Linked DNA regions of Pan troglodytes: region 2 is linked to region 1. The links are chromatin contacts, called in public HiChIP or PLAC-seq maps. All regions are on one chromosome and are shown on one strand. Each heading gives the region's core, a stretch centred on a gene start, on an enhancer-like site or on the middle of the called end of the contact. The rest is flanking DNA. Distances are from core to core; before and after follow the strand shown.

The links. HiChIP or PLAC-seq counts read pairs in DNA pulled down with a chosen protein or histone mark.
Region 2: a contact with region 1 is called in an H3K4me3 HiChIP or PLAC-seq map of stem cell-derived excitatory neurons, with 3 times the contacts expected there. The contact joins the promoter of TCOF1 here to the promoter of PDGFRB in region 1. A contact is called at or near these places in 1 of 7 Hi-C or Micro-C datasets (stem cell-derived neural progenitor cells) and 1 of 1 datasets of contacts at active chromatin or transcription factors (stem cell-derived excitatory neurons).

What each region holds. Positions count from the first base shown.
Region 1 is chr4:147,878,215-147,885,346 of NHGRI_mPanTro3-v2.0_pri, reverse strand. PDGFRB (platelet derived growth factor receptor beta) reads left to right here and starts at 3,481. Exons shown (of 24, transcript XM_054684697.2): 1 at 3,481-3,962.
Region 2 is chr4:148,079,681-148,086,812 of NHGRI_mPanTro3-v2.0_pri, reverse strand. It overlaps TCOF1 (treacle ribosome biogenesis factor 1), which reads right to left and starts at 3,352. Exons shown (of 26, transcript XM_016954046.4): 1 at 3,085-3,352. The coding sequence starts at 3,192.

The sequences.
Region 1 (7,132 bases), core at 2,232-4,731:
TCAGTCACCTTTTGTGGCACTTTCTTGTTTTGCTCGAGGGCTTGACAAAATGCCTGTGGGCATGGCTTATTCAGGTCTCTCCACAACCCTGTGAGGTAGGCACATGTGTCCCCATTTCACAGTTGAAGGTACTGAGGCTCAGAGAGCTCAGGTCATATCATCGCCCAGCGTCACATGGCTGGGAAGTGGTGGAGCTGGGTTGGAGCTGCCAACATCAGAGTCCAGACATTTAACTCTTGAGGGTGCCACCGTGCTGTGGGGGAAGGCAGTGTGGAACCCTAAGGCCCAGAGCCCCCCTCTCCCACTGTACCCCATCCCAGTCCACTTCAGGCAGGGCTCCCCACATTCCATGCTCTGCCCACCTACTCTCAGCCCAGGCTTCCCCAAGACAGCATTGTCCAAGGCTGGACTGGGTTCCCAGTATCTGTGTAGGTGTGAGGATGTTCATAGCTTGTCCTGTCCACAGTGGGGCTGGGGGCCATGCTGACCACCCCAGGGTGATGGTGCTGCACTGCCCATGTGCCCCGTCCATTGCCGCTGAAGGCAGAGTGCACAAGGGGAATCCAAGACTCAGAAAAGGGAGGGCTCCGCCCAGGAAGACACAGTGATGGAATGCTGCTCGAATGAGGAAACTCACTATTTCAGTAATAGTGTACACTTAGTACACTTTGAGGCAATGTACTAAGTCCTTTGTACAAACCGAAGAGTCTTATGAATCAGTCTTTGACTTGTCTCCATTTTCCAGAGGAGGAAACCAAGGCCAGGAGTTTAAGTGACTTGCCTAAGCTCATGTAGCTTGAAACTGGAGCAGCTGGGATTCGAACCCAGCTCTATCTCTAGCTCTCCAACCTCCTCTGTCAATCATGACAATTTTGCCCCTTGGTGAGTGCCCTGGGGTGCTCCCTGTAGCTCTGCGCCTCCCACCCATATCTCAGTTGAGAGGAGGAGTGACAGTCCTGGTGCCCACCAAGGGTTAATGGCAGTAGGGGCTAAGTAATTCCAGATGGGCCTCAGGACGGCTGGGCTGGCCGGAAACTGGAGGCCGCCAGCTTCCCAGGGGAGCCACCGCCAACTGCCCCTCCCCTTTGTGCTGCATCTCTGGCCCCAGCTGTACCCCTGCCCTAGGGCCCACCAGCCTCCTCTCCCTTGCTAGAGTCCAGCTCTAAGGGAAATTGCAGACAGACCATCCCAAGGGCCTTGTAGCACAGTGAGTCCACAACTGTTATGTACAGATAGGGAAACCGAGGCTCAGGCAGGGCAAGGGACTTATTCAAGTTCTCCTGATAAATCTGTGGCTGGGTCTTCTGACTCCCAGACTAGCTTCTTTGGGGACTAGGGGGTTGGTGTGTCTCGTGGCCTCCCCCAGGCTGGCCTGGCTGCAGAGGGTCAGCCAAGGATTCAGAGGTGAATGGCCCAGGCAGATGCTAGGAGGGGAGTCGTAAATTTCTGACGGAATCTTTGGGCACAAGAAATCCCTGTGCAAGCCTGACCTTGTGGCCTGTGGGATCTTTTCACATTCCCCTATTTCCCTGTTGCCACAAAGACCTGGCCAGGCCCCCTCTCTCGGGGTACTCTTATGGTCCCCAACCCACGGCTGGGAGCCAGTCTGAGAACACTTCTCCTTCTATGTGGTCCAGCCCAGATGCTCTGCTGGGCAATCCCGATTGGGACTAGACCAAGAAATGCAAGATAGTTGACTGTGGTGGGCATGGAATCCCAGCTCACGCAAATCCTCTGCTCTGTGAACAGGGGCCTGGGGGAAGCTGAGGAGGAAAGACTTAGCGGCGCAGAGGGAAGGAGGGCAGAGCCAGCCTCTACCTGTGTCACCTGGGACACCTTTCTTCACCCTCTGGAATTCAGTTGCCCCGTGGGTGCAGTAGTGGGAGCAGGGGTGGTAAGCCCACTCTATATGCCCTTCTAAAATAATGCCCTTTGCCATCTGAGGGCTAGGAGTCTGTAACTGGAGATGTCTTCTGATCTGAGAAGCTGAGGGTGGAAGAAGAGACCCAGCTGGGGGAACTGGAGGAGTCTTGGCAGACCCTGGTAGGAAAGGAGAGCCAGAGAATGGAAATGGAACAAAACGGATACTTGAAAGTATCTTGTTGAGGCTGGGTGAGGTGGCTCAAGCCTGTAATCCCAGCACTTTGGGAGGCTGAGGTGGGTGGATCATGAAGTCAGGGGTTTGAGACCAGCCTGGCCAACATAGTGAAACCCGGTCTCTACAAAAAATACAAAAATAGCCAGGTGTGGTGGTGTGCACCTGTAATCCCAGCTACTTGGGAGTCTGAGGCAGGAGAGTCACTTGAACCTGGGAGGCGGAGGTTGCAGTGAGCCTGGACTGCGCCATTGCACTCCAGAGCAAGACTCCGTCTCAAAAAAAAAAGAAAGTATCTTGTTGAGTGACTGAATGAAAGAGCCACAGGGGGAACCTAGGAAGAAAGCAGGGCAGGGGGTTCATCTACACTGGAATAAGGGTCTCGGGTGGGGGTCAGATGACTTGTGTCTCTTCCATCATGTGTCTCATGAGACCTAGTTCTGCCCCAGCTCTGCCATTGCTGCGTAAGCTTGGGAAGCTTATTTTGCTCCTCTGGGCCTCAGTGCCCCATCTATAAAATGGGGCAAATAATCCTCTCTTTGCACCCCAGGGGCTTTGAGACGTGAAAAGGAATGTATCTGTCAATATCCAGAGATATCCAATCTGTGCTGGATGACCTTGACCAAATCACATTCCCTCTCTGTGCCAATTCACCCCTGGGCCTTGGTTTGTCCTTCTGAAAAATGGCTGATCATCTTGGAGGATCTTTCCATCTCCTCCATGTCACCTCTTCTCAGCAGTGCTCTCTGATTCTCTCAGGCTTCCGTTAGGGGTCCTTCTAAATGCACTCTCAGCCTCCTGTCTGCCCACCGGGCACCTGCTTGCCCAATGAATATCTTGCTCACTAGCCTGGTGCTTCTGAGGTCAGGACCACGTCTTGCTAGTGTTCCCTGCACCCAGTACAGTGTTAGAATGTAGTAAGTGCTCAGTATGCTTGTTCAATGAATGAAGGTTGACTGAATCAACCACAGAGATGATCAGAGTCTCCTTTACAGATGGGGAAACTGAGGCACTGAGCAATGATCTCCCTGCGTGCCATGGCAAGGGGAGGCCGCCACCCGACATGGGCATCGGGAAAGTGGGGCCGAGGCCAGTCTTTGACAAAAGTGACTCAGCAGCCGGCGGCTGGCGTGGGCTGTGGAATTTCTAAGCATCCCCTCACATCCTGAGCGAACGGGCGATGGGAGGGAGTAAGCAGAGGGAAAAGAAGAAAAACAAGAAACTTGGGGGAAAAGAAAGAGAGAGGGGGGAAAAAACTGAAATTGAAAACAGACGCACGCGTCCACCCTCCCTGCCCCGCCGCCCCCCCCTTCTCCCAGCTGGGCCAATCAGAAGCCACCCTGCAGCCTTTCCCCCAAAGTGGCGGGGGAAGTGGGGGGGCATGGAAGCCCACAGTGGTGTGAGCTCCTGAGGCTGCCAGCAGCCAGCAGTGACTGCCCGCCCTATCTGGGACCCAGGATCGCTCTGTGAGCAACTTGGAGCCAGAGAGGAGATCAACAAGGAGGAGGAGAGAGCCGGCCCCTCAGCCCTGCTGCCCAGCAGCAGCCTGCGCTCGCCCTGCCCAACGCAGACAGCCAGACCCAGGGCGGCCCCTCTGGCGGCTCTGCTCCTCCCGAAGGATGCTTGGGGAGTGAGGCGAAGCTGGGCCGCTTCTCTCCCCTGCAGCAGCCCCCTTCCTCCATCCCTCTGTTCTCCTGAGCCTTCAGGAGCCTGCACCGGTCCTGCCTGTCCTTCTACTCAGCTGTTACCCACTCTGGGACCAGCAGTCTTTCTGATAACTGGGAGAGGGCAGTAAGGAGGACTTCCTGGAGGGGGTGACTGTCCAGAGCCTGGAACTGTGCCCACACCAGAAGCCATCAGCAGCAAGGTAAGTGCTGGAAAAAGTGGGAACCCCAGCCCCATGCCCTGTCCCTTTGCCCTAACCTGCATCTCTTCGAGTAGGTAAAAAAAAAAAAAAAAAAAAAAAAGGGAAGATATTTTTAACAAAACAAGATGAGAGGAGGCTGGGAGACTGTGGGTGATGTCAGGGCTGGAGGAGCCAGTTTTCTCCTTTCCCCTGCTCTGGGTTGAGTGGCCTCCACCTCATCATCCCTGCTGCTCCTGCCTTCATCAAACAATCCTCAGGGGTTTCTGGGTGCTGACTGGGGGCCTCCAAAGTACAGCACAGTCAATGGGGAGTGAGGAGAGCTGGGAAGAGCGGGAGAGGGGAATTGGGAGAAGGTAGGCAGGGTACACAGAAAGCAGGGGACTGGGGACCTCAGGACCATAGCCGCTGTTCCTTGGCCCAAGCCTTGTTTCTAAGAATCAGTCTGGCTTTAGGCCAGTCAGCCGCCAGGCAACCTTTGGGGATTTAAATGGATTTGCAAATTTTCTAGATTCTTAAGATATCCTTCTAAACCCCCAGCAGCTAGAAAAGTTTGAGGGCTAGGAAAGTTCGAGGGTGATGGGAGGCCATGGCAACCCCCTAGCGGTCATGCTGCTGGGTCTGGGGGCTGGGACCTGGCTGTCAGATCTGGGGGCTCCTCTGTGAAGAAGGGGTCAGCCACTGGGCCATTTCCTTTGGTCCCAGGCAGCTGCTCAGGCCTCCTCGTTGTCTCCCTCCTTCTGGACTCTACCCCTTCTCCATGCCGTTCTAAAGCATAAATCCAATCACACCACCTCCCTGCCCAGGATCCGCCTATGGCTCCCCAGTGCCTGGAGAAAGTCCCAGCTCCTAACAGAGGCTGCCACTGCTTGACACTTACTGCACGCCGCAACTGTGCTGAGTGCTTTATGAGACTGATCTCATGTAATGCTCACCAGCAACCCCAGAGGCAGTGAATGTTTTTACCTCCGTTTTATACATGAGGAACTTGAGGCTCACGCAGCCACATAACTGTAGCCACACAGCTAGTAAGTGGCACAGCCTGGAGAGGTTGGAATCTCCCCGTGCCCCATTACTCCAAACTTGGGCCTTTTGTTCCCGCCAGTCAGATCCCAGAATTCCCAGAAGGAATGCGCACCATCCTGCTTGTGGGCATTTGCCCTCCCTCTTCCCCCTTTCTGGAATGCCCTTCCTCATCACTTTTCTTTCAGGGATATTCCATACACCACCTCTTCCAGGCAGCCTTCCTAGGTTCTTCGTGTCTTCCAAGTGCTAGCCATGCACTTTGTGCTGAAGCCATGTTACTTGGCCCTCCCCTGTTGGTGATCTGTTTATGTTGTGTTTGTTCATCAGAGATTGTTCAGGCCCCAGCAGTCAGAACTGAGGCCGCACTTTCTGCTGGGGAAAGGTTTAAGGTTTCCCCATCCTGTGCTCTGCCCCAAGTGCCCAGCCCTGGATAGGCAGTGCGGCTGAAAAAATGTCCTGGTGAAAGGGAGGAGGAGCTCACTGAAGACCTTCTGCTCCCAAGTGTGAGACTAGAACCCAGGCCTCCAGCCTTCTCACAGGTGCCCTTCCAGGACATCGTGTGGCTACTCCAGGCAGCATTCCTCCATTGCAAGCAGGGAGGAGTATCTCTGCTTCCCTCTGTGACCTCCCGATTGCACAGAGGCCTCTAGTGACAAGTTCTGAAGTCATGCAGTCCTCCCCTGTCTCCAAGCAGGAGACCCTGAATCCACAGCCTTCAGGGACATACAGTCCCTGAACACCTACCTCATGCAGGCATAGAGCCTGGTACTTCACACACCTTGGAGTCCTCATGGCAAGTTTTTGAAATCAATGTTATTACCTACTTTTTGTAGATGAGGAAGCTGAGATCTGGAGAGGCTAAGTGACTTTCCCAGGGCCATACGGTGAGTTAAGGTGGTGTTTAGGCTGAAGTCTGCCTGACTCTAAAGGCTTACCTCGTGCTCCCCGGGAAGCTCCCAGTCAGAGGGAAGAATCTCCATCCTCCTGCAGAGCCTGCTCCTGGCTTCAGCACCTTCCCCAGCAGAAAGTGCAGCCTCAGGTCTGACTGCTCCAAGGTCTGCCCGGGCCCTGGCTTGGTCTTGAGAGAGGAAAGAGACCATCTGGTCAGCACCCTCCTCCCAGACAGCAGTTATCAGCAGCCCCCCTCCTCTGCGGGAAGAAGAGCTGGGACTTATAATTGCCCACAGATGTGGGGCAGGCAGTGGAAAGCACCGTGGATCCAGAGTCAGGAGACCCAGTGCTTGCCCTGGCTCGATTTAAATCCACCGTGTGGCCAACCTCAGACCCCCCACATCCCATCTCTGGGCTCCTTCTGTAGCTGGGAGGCAGTGAGCGCTGTGGGTAACCAGCACCAGGCTTGGGCATCAGATGACTATGCATTGACCCCGAGTCAGTTTCTGGCTGACTGTGTGACCCCGGGGCAGCACCTTGCCTCTCTGGGCCTCAATCTCCTTCTCTGTGAGCAGCAGGACCGTGTGTGGGCTCCATGAGACAACAGCATTGGCAAGGTGCTTACCACAGTTCCTGCACTTCACAGCTGGACCTCTGGCCACTGGCTGAGAGAACCACTGCTCTCCTGGCCTCCTGCATTGGAACACTTGGCTGTGAAATTAATCTGCAACCTGCAAAAGGCTCTGCCCACGGAAGGGACCTGGACACCATGTATGTTCCAAAGATCCGTGTCCGTCCTCCAGGCACAGGCCACAGTCTGACTCTGAGACCAGCTGCCTTCTAGGCTAAAGGAGGGTGCTCTGGGCATTGGCTCAGAACAGGCTGCTGCTGAATGCAGTGGGAAGGGAGAAAGGGATGAAAAGGTCTTCTGAAATGCCCACCCATTTCTTGCATTTGATTCAGAACCCAGTGGGCAGTGGGTTCTTGGAATGGGAATCTTTTTGGTGCCCCCTGTCTTCTGACCCAGAGCGTTAGGAGGGAAGGGAAGGGGTGTTGGGCCCCTTCCCAGGGTCAGGGCTTGTAGCACCTCAGCTGGGAAGCAGTGTGAGCATGATGATATAACAGGAACCAACTCGTTCTTAGCACTTTCTGTGTCTACTTCAATTGTGCTTTACATCTGTTACCTCAAAGTTGCTGCTGTATTCCTCAGCACTTGGAACATGCTGGGCATTCAGGACATTCTTAATAAATATTTA
Region 2 (7,132 bases), core at 2,103-4,602, 200 kb before region 1:
CATAGTGAGACCGTCTCTATAAAAAAATTTAAAAATTAGCTGAGAATGGTGGCATGCACTGGTGGTCCCGGCTACTCAGGAGGCTGAGGTGGGAGGATCACTTGAGCCCAGGATATCGAGGCTGCAGTGAGCCATGCTTGTGCCACCGCACTCCAGCCTGGGCAACAGAGCAAGACCCTTTCTTTAAAAAAAAAAAAAAAAAAAAAGAGGGTCTTTTTGCTCTGGGAAGTATGTCTGCTTGGCCCTGCCAGTTCTGTCCAAAACCTTCCAGAGACAAGAAGAACAACCAATCCCAACTAAAACCTTTTTAGACAACGCCTTTGAAAGGCCAGAGGTGGAATGTTCCAAGCTAGCATTCATCCAGCTCCCAGCCTCTCTGGCACTATCCATGCCTAGTGGCCATGAGACAGGGTTTTCCCCACCTTTGACCTTTAAAAAAGCTTTCAAAGACGTGGCCAGCCAATCTTCCCAAAGCACGAATCACAGCCCAGACACCTGAGGCATCCAGGTGGCACGACCACAGTCTACTAGTCTGCTGGGAGAAGACTGGGCCCAAATGGTACCAGTCCCTTGGTGGAAGCAGAGGGAACCAGGTGGAATCCAGGCCTTTGGAGCAGAGGCCAGAGGGCCCACTGTCTCTGTAAATGTCAATAAGCCAGGATATCAAGTACTCTAATGAGGCTAAGCAATGTGGGGCACGGGTGGACTGAACTAATCTCGTCACGTCTTCAAACTTCAGATTTCTACTTAACATGGGGACAACAGCGATACCCACCTTGCAGGCTGCTATCTGGTTTGAACAAGACCATCTGTCAGTGCCCAGCAGTGAGGCGGTAACACTAAGATTTCAAGAGTCAGTTTCCCTCTGCTCCACCTCAGGCAAAGTGTCCTCCTTGCTGTCCTCAAATGTGTCAGGCCACCCTGCCTCTAACGCAGCCTTGCTATTCTTGTTGTCTGGAATGGTCTCTCCCCTGTTAACTACACAGCGCACTCCCTCATTTCCTTCAGGTCTCTGCCCAAATGACACCTTCTCAATGAGACTTCCTTGACTACCCTACTTACAATCGAAGTCTGACATCCCTTATCCCCCTTGCCTGCCTTACTTTTATAGCAAGCACCAACCATCATTGGATATACTATATCATTAACTTATTAAACTTTTTCTATTTGTCACCTGTCTGCTCCTACTAGAATGTGTGCTCCATGACGGCAGGATATTTTTGCTCCAATGAAGATGGGTACTATCTCTTGCTCCCCTTATCTGTGAAGTATCATAACTGCGGTAGGAAGAGCAAGTGAGGTTCAGAGAAATTGGGAAAAGCATAGATAACGTCTTAGGGCCCATCACCCTTCAGTCCCTCCAGGAGGTTCTGAGAGCAAGCATTAGGAGCAGAGCCTACACCACAGGGCAAAGGGATCTGACTACTTAGGATACTGTCTCACCAGTTCAAAACTCTCCATTGGTTTACCACTGCTCTTCCAAGGAAGATCAAACTGCCCACCAGACCACTCCAGTCAGCCCCTGCCTCCATCTCCCCAGGGGCATCTGGCCCTTGTACTTCACACTTCAGCCACTATGGACATTTTTTTTTTTTTGAGATGGAGTCTCGCTTTGTCACCCAGGATGGAGTGCAGTGGCTCAGTCTCAGCTCAGTGCAACCTCTGCCTCCTGGGTTCAAGTGATTCTCCTGACTCAGCCTCCCGAGTAACTGGGACTACAGGTGCACGCCACCATGCATAGCTAATTTTTGCATTTTTAGTAGAGACAGGGTTTCACCATGTCGGTCAGGCTGGTTTTGAACTCCTGGCCTCAAGTGATCCGCCTGCCTCGGCCTCCCAAAGTGCTGGGATTACAGGCGTGAGCTACCGTACCTGGCCTGCTATGGACTTAAAAAAAATTTTTTTTTGAGACAGTGTCTTGCTCTGTTGCCCAGGCTGGAGTGCAGTGGCATGATCATGGCTCATACTGTATCCTCAAACTCCCGGGCTCAAGAGAGTGGACTTTCTCCAGGCCAGTGTGTACACAAGTTCCCTCCTACCACAAGGCATTTACACCTCAGCTATTCCTGACCAGGGCAATCTGCCATCCATCTCTCTTTTTTTTTGAGGCAGAGTCTCGCTTTATCGCCCAGGCTGGAGTGCAGTGGCACGATCTTGACTCATTGCAACCTCTGCCTCCCGGGTTCAAGCAATTCTTGTGCCTCAGCCACATGAGTAGCCAGGATTACAGGCGTGCGCCAACACGCCCAGCTAATTTTTGTATTTTTAGTAGAAACGGTGTTTCACCATGTTGGCCAGGCTGGTCTCGAACTTCTGACCTCAGGTGATCCGCTAGTCTCGGCCTCCCTAAGTGCTGGGATTACAGGCGTGAGCTACCGTGCCCGGCCCATCCCTCTCATTCTTAACACTTATTGCGGTGCTAAGCATATAGTCACTTTTGTGATTCTTTGATTTGTCTACCTTACTAGAGTGTAAGCTCCAGGAGGGCTGAGAGACGGTGCTCACCATTCGAACACCAGGAAGCACCGAGTACCGGATTAACGTTGAATTAATCAAGTAAGAAATGACTGTACCACGAGTTCGAGTACCAAAGCTGACCGTCTCAGTACAGACAATCGCTAAAGGCCTGAGTTCCAGCTCAACTAAGAGGCTGTAGGGTCCCTTCTCCAGGCGCTCCCCCGAGGGGCTGGTCGCAATCCACCCCCGAGACTCGCAGCAACCTCCTTGCCCCAGGGGGGGCCGCGCTGAGCCTAGCCACGTGGCGGGAGACTTAGGAAACTTAAAATACCCGCTACCAGGAAGGGCGTGGAGGTAAGGGAAGCGGGAATTACAAAGTTCGGCCCCTGCGAGCACACTTTCTGGCCCAACCCACTGCCCGGATGAGGAAAGTGAGGCCCAGGGGAACTGAAGTCGCAGTGGGGAGGCAGAGATTGCGGCTCCTCCGGTACCCCTGGCCGCGCCGTCGAGCACTGCGGGACCCGGCTCCGGGCGCCTGCCGGGTCGCCTGGGGACGGGGCGCGGGCCGCGGGCCGCTGATCTCCACATCTTGCACGCGGCCCTCGCACACGGCCCACGAACGCTTACCTGGCCGCTCTGCTCCTTCACTTCCCGCGCCGCACGCACATAGCCAGCCCGCAGCAGATGGTGGTAGATCAGGGGAAGTAGCTCCCGCCGCTTCCTGGCCTCGGCCATGCCCGCGACCCCCGGCCGGCCGGCTACCTGCACGCCCCGCCTTAGTCCCCGCCCGCCACTTCCCTCGCGCCCTTAGACCTCGCGCGCCCCACTTCCGGCTCCTCTTTCGCTCCGGCCGCGCGGCGCGCCGGGAAACGTAGTCCCCTCTCCGGGAGTGGCCGGCCCCGCCCCTCAAGGCGAAGGGGGCGGAGACTCGTGATCAACAAGACCGCCCATGGGCGCGGAGCAGGCGGGGCTAGACAGGGACCCGCCCCCGGGGCCGGCCGGGACTTGGACGACTCTCTTTTAATCCTTCCGGCTGGCTTCTTGAAGAGATTTATCTTCCTTGTTAATTCTCTGATGGCTGGGTCTGCGTTTTACTCATCTCTGAACTCCCTAATCTGGATCTTTCTCTAGATCCGAACTTTGTACTGCCATTACCTGCTCATTTATCCATTTCGCACGGTTTTTGGTGCCCATGAACCAGACACGAGTTGCCAGTTTATTCATTCATTCATTCGCTAACTGAACAAATCTGTAGTAAGCACCTAACTTGGGCTAGCACCCGGCTAGGCTAGGGGGATTCAAAAGATGCATAATACATGGCAGTTGCCCTCAAAGCTCACAGAGACGACTGTCCGTAACCAAGCAACTATAGTTCAATATCTGGTGTGCCTTGTCAGGGACAGATGCAGCCTATGGGCGCCCCAAGGAGGAGCACCGAACCCCAGAGAGATAGCTGAGGCATAAAGACACCCGAAATTGCTGGGTGCAAAGGAGAGGACTGGCAGAGGGCGCTGCATGAGTCTAGGCATGAGAAAACACCCTGCTATTGCCTGGGAACCCTAAACCCAGAACCCCTAGTCTGCGCTGCTGGGCTGTCCAGGTGGGGTGGGGTGAGGTGGGGAAGAGGGAACAAATGAGGGCACATGAGGATGAAGAAGTAGACAAGGCCTACAACTCCCCCACCCCCAACAGAGTTTGGACTTGCTCTGAGGGCATTAGATAGTCTCTGACTGGCTTTTCTGAGGAGGTTGACCCTGTTTTGTGTTTTTGAAAGATTGCTAAAACCAAAGCACATACCATTAATACTAAATGTGAGGCTGTTGTAGTTGTTGAGGGAAGGATGGCAGGGAAAAGGTGAGGTAGGCTGGAGAATGTTAGAGTGAGCTGTTCTTAACTTCATGGACCCATTGAGAATCTGAGGGCAGCATGTTTCTTACGGGTGCAGGAGTCTCTAACCCTAGGAGGTCCAGGTATGTGGTTATCTTTGTCTTGAACTTGAATGGAAAATGTTATGTGTCTGTACACATTCAACATTTCCCTTTTTCTTGAGCAAATATTTATTGAGTACCTACCATTGGGGTTGGAATAGTCTCTACTCCTATAGAGCTTACAGTCTAGTGATGGAATTGTCTCTACTCCAATAGAGCTTACAGTCTAACGGAGGAGACACATACTAAACTAATAGTCATACAATAGTGTTACAAACAGCGGGTTAAGTGCAGGAAGGAAAAGGATAGTGTTTTCTTATGTAATAATATAGTGTTTAAAAGCTGCACTGGAGTCACACTGCCTGGGTTCAAATTCTGGCTTTGCCTCATTAACTAGGTGACTTTGGGCAAGTCACTGTGACTCAGTTTCTTTATCTGTACAATGGAGATAATTATAATTTCTACCTCACTGGGTTGTCATAAGGAGTAAATGAATTCTCAGCAGAAATGCTTAGAGGAGCTCTGAACAATAGCGCTCTCTGTGTGCGTGTGTGCTATTATTGTGAAAGCATATAACAGGAAGGAGGGATCTATTTTTTTCTTGGGAGTTAGGGAAGGATTCCCTGAGAAATTAATGGTTATGAGGAAACCAGAACTGTGTGTAAGGGAGAGTCAGAGAGAAGAAACCTGAGCAGAGGGAAGAACCTGTGCAAAGGGCTTAGGGCAGAAGGTACAGCTGAGAGAATAGACACAAAAAGGCCTTTGTAGCATGGTCCGGAGGGAGAGCAGGGGGACTGGGGAGTGTAGAAGGTGGGCAGAGGGCAGACTCCATGTGAAGGATTGGCCACATCAGGGTTTTTTTTTCTCCATCCTAAGAGCCATTGGAAGCCACTGACGGTGTAAGCCCAAGAGGTACAGGATGAAATCTGAATTTTACTGTGACCTGTGTGCCTGCCCAGTGGAGAGTGGAGTGTGTCTGGTGGGTATGAGTAGATGTGGGAAGACAAGTCAGGGTTAGGAGTGCAGGCAGGCATCCAGGGAGAAGACAGTGTGTGTGTGTGGGGGCGGCGGGGGGGGCGGGTGGTAGGTGGCGGGGGCAGCGGGGAGGGTGCTGGTGGCAGTGGAGTTGAAGAGAGTGGAAGGTTCCCAGAGTTAATCAGGAACTAAAGTTTTCACAGAGGTGTGTTGGAATGGGAGGGGAAGGAAGAGGCAATGTCAGAATGGACCTTGAGGTTTCTGTGCAAACAAGTAGGCAGTATCTTTCACTGAGATAGAAAAAACTGGAAGAGGACTGAGACAGGGGGGTGGTTTGATTGAGGAGAGGAGGATGTGGACAGAGAGGTGAAAGTATATATTCTATATTAGACATCTTGAGCTTGAAATGCCTTACAGTCACCACATGCAGATGTTGAGAAGGTTCTTGGAAACCTGGGTTTGGACGTGGCGTGGAGGTCTGGGCTAGAGATGAAGATGAGAAGTTGTCGATAGAGAGATGATAATTGCGGCTGTGGATGAGGAGAAGCTTACCCAGGGAGAAGAATGTGGAGAGAGAAGAGAGATGGCCCAGGATGAAGTTTTGAGGTACATCTACAGATTAGGGCTGTGTACAAAAGGATCTGCCTGCAAAGGCTGATCAGGAGTGGCTGGACAGCTTGGAGAAAGCCCAGGAGAGTGGGCTTATGGAAGGAGGCCAAGGGAGACATTTTAGAAAGCTGGGAAGACTTGATGGAGGGAATGCTCTGAGAGGTCAGATAGGAGGAGGGTGCAGCCCTGGGCTTTGGTTTATGGACAGGCGTGGAGATTGTTGGGGACTTAGGGAGGGCTATTTACGTGTGGCATGATGGAGGGGGTCAGATGGCAGTGGTCAGATGAGTGCAGGAGGGATGAGGGAGGCAGTGGGTCTTTCGAGAAGTTTTTGTATAAAAAGGACGAGAAAGATAAAGTGCTAGGGCCAATATGTATGTTAGGGGAGGTGTGTTTCAAGGTAGAAGAAACCTGAGATTTGTTTAAAAGTGAATGGCAGATCCAGGAGAGAGAGGTTAACCAAGAGTGTAGGAAATAGGGGAGATAATCAGCGAGTAAAGTTCTCTCAAGCATGTGCGAGGGGCTGGGATCAGGCATGTGGGTTGGGGGGGTTCGTCTTGGGGAGGAGGAGGGATGAGTTCTCTAGAACCCAAAAGCAGGAACAAAGAGAGGATGGGTGCAGATGTAGATGTAGGTTTATAGTGGGATGTTAAGGGAGATTTCATTTTGAGCTTCTATTTTTTCTGCAAAGTGGGAGGCAAGGTCTTCTGCTGAGAGTGAAGAAGAGGTGGTGAGGAGTTTGAAAGAAGAATGATCATTCAGAGTGTTGAGAAGCAACTTGCCCACAAAATCCCCAATTGCCTGACAGCCTTGGCTCCCCAGTTGAGGTTGGTGGTCCTTATGTATGTGTGTCTCGTCCTGTCCTGCTGAGTGAATTCCTCCATCAGGGCTCACCTACCCAGCTGCAGGCTGGGGAGATGTATGTACATAGTGGGATTTATCCAGGCCTAGGGCTTTGCCAGATGGGTGGGGAAAAAAGGGCACAGGAGTCTAAAGTATTGGCAAAGAGATGCTAAAATTCTGGGTCCTGGGATCTACACTGGGTAGCGAGGGAAGCAAGGCAGATGGGATGTTTGCAGGGAGAGAGTGGAATCCTTCACGGGCCAGGCCTTATGAGGGACCCCTGAGATCAGAGAGGGCTGGGAGCTGGAACTGGTGGTGAC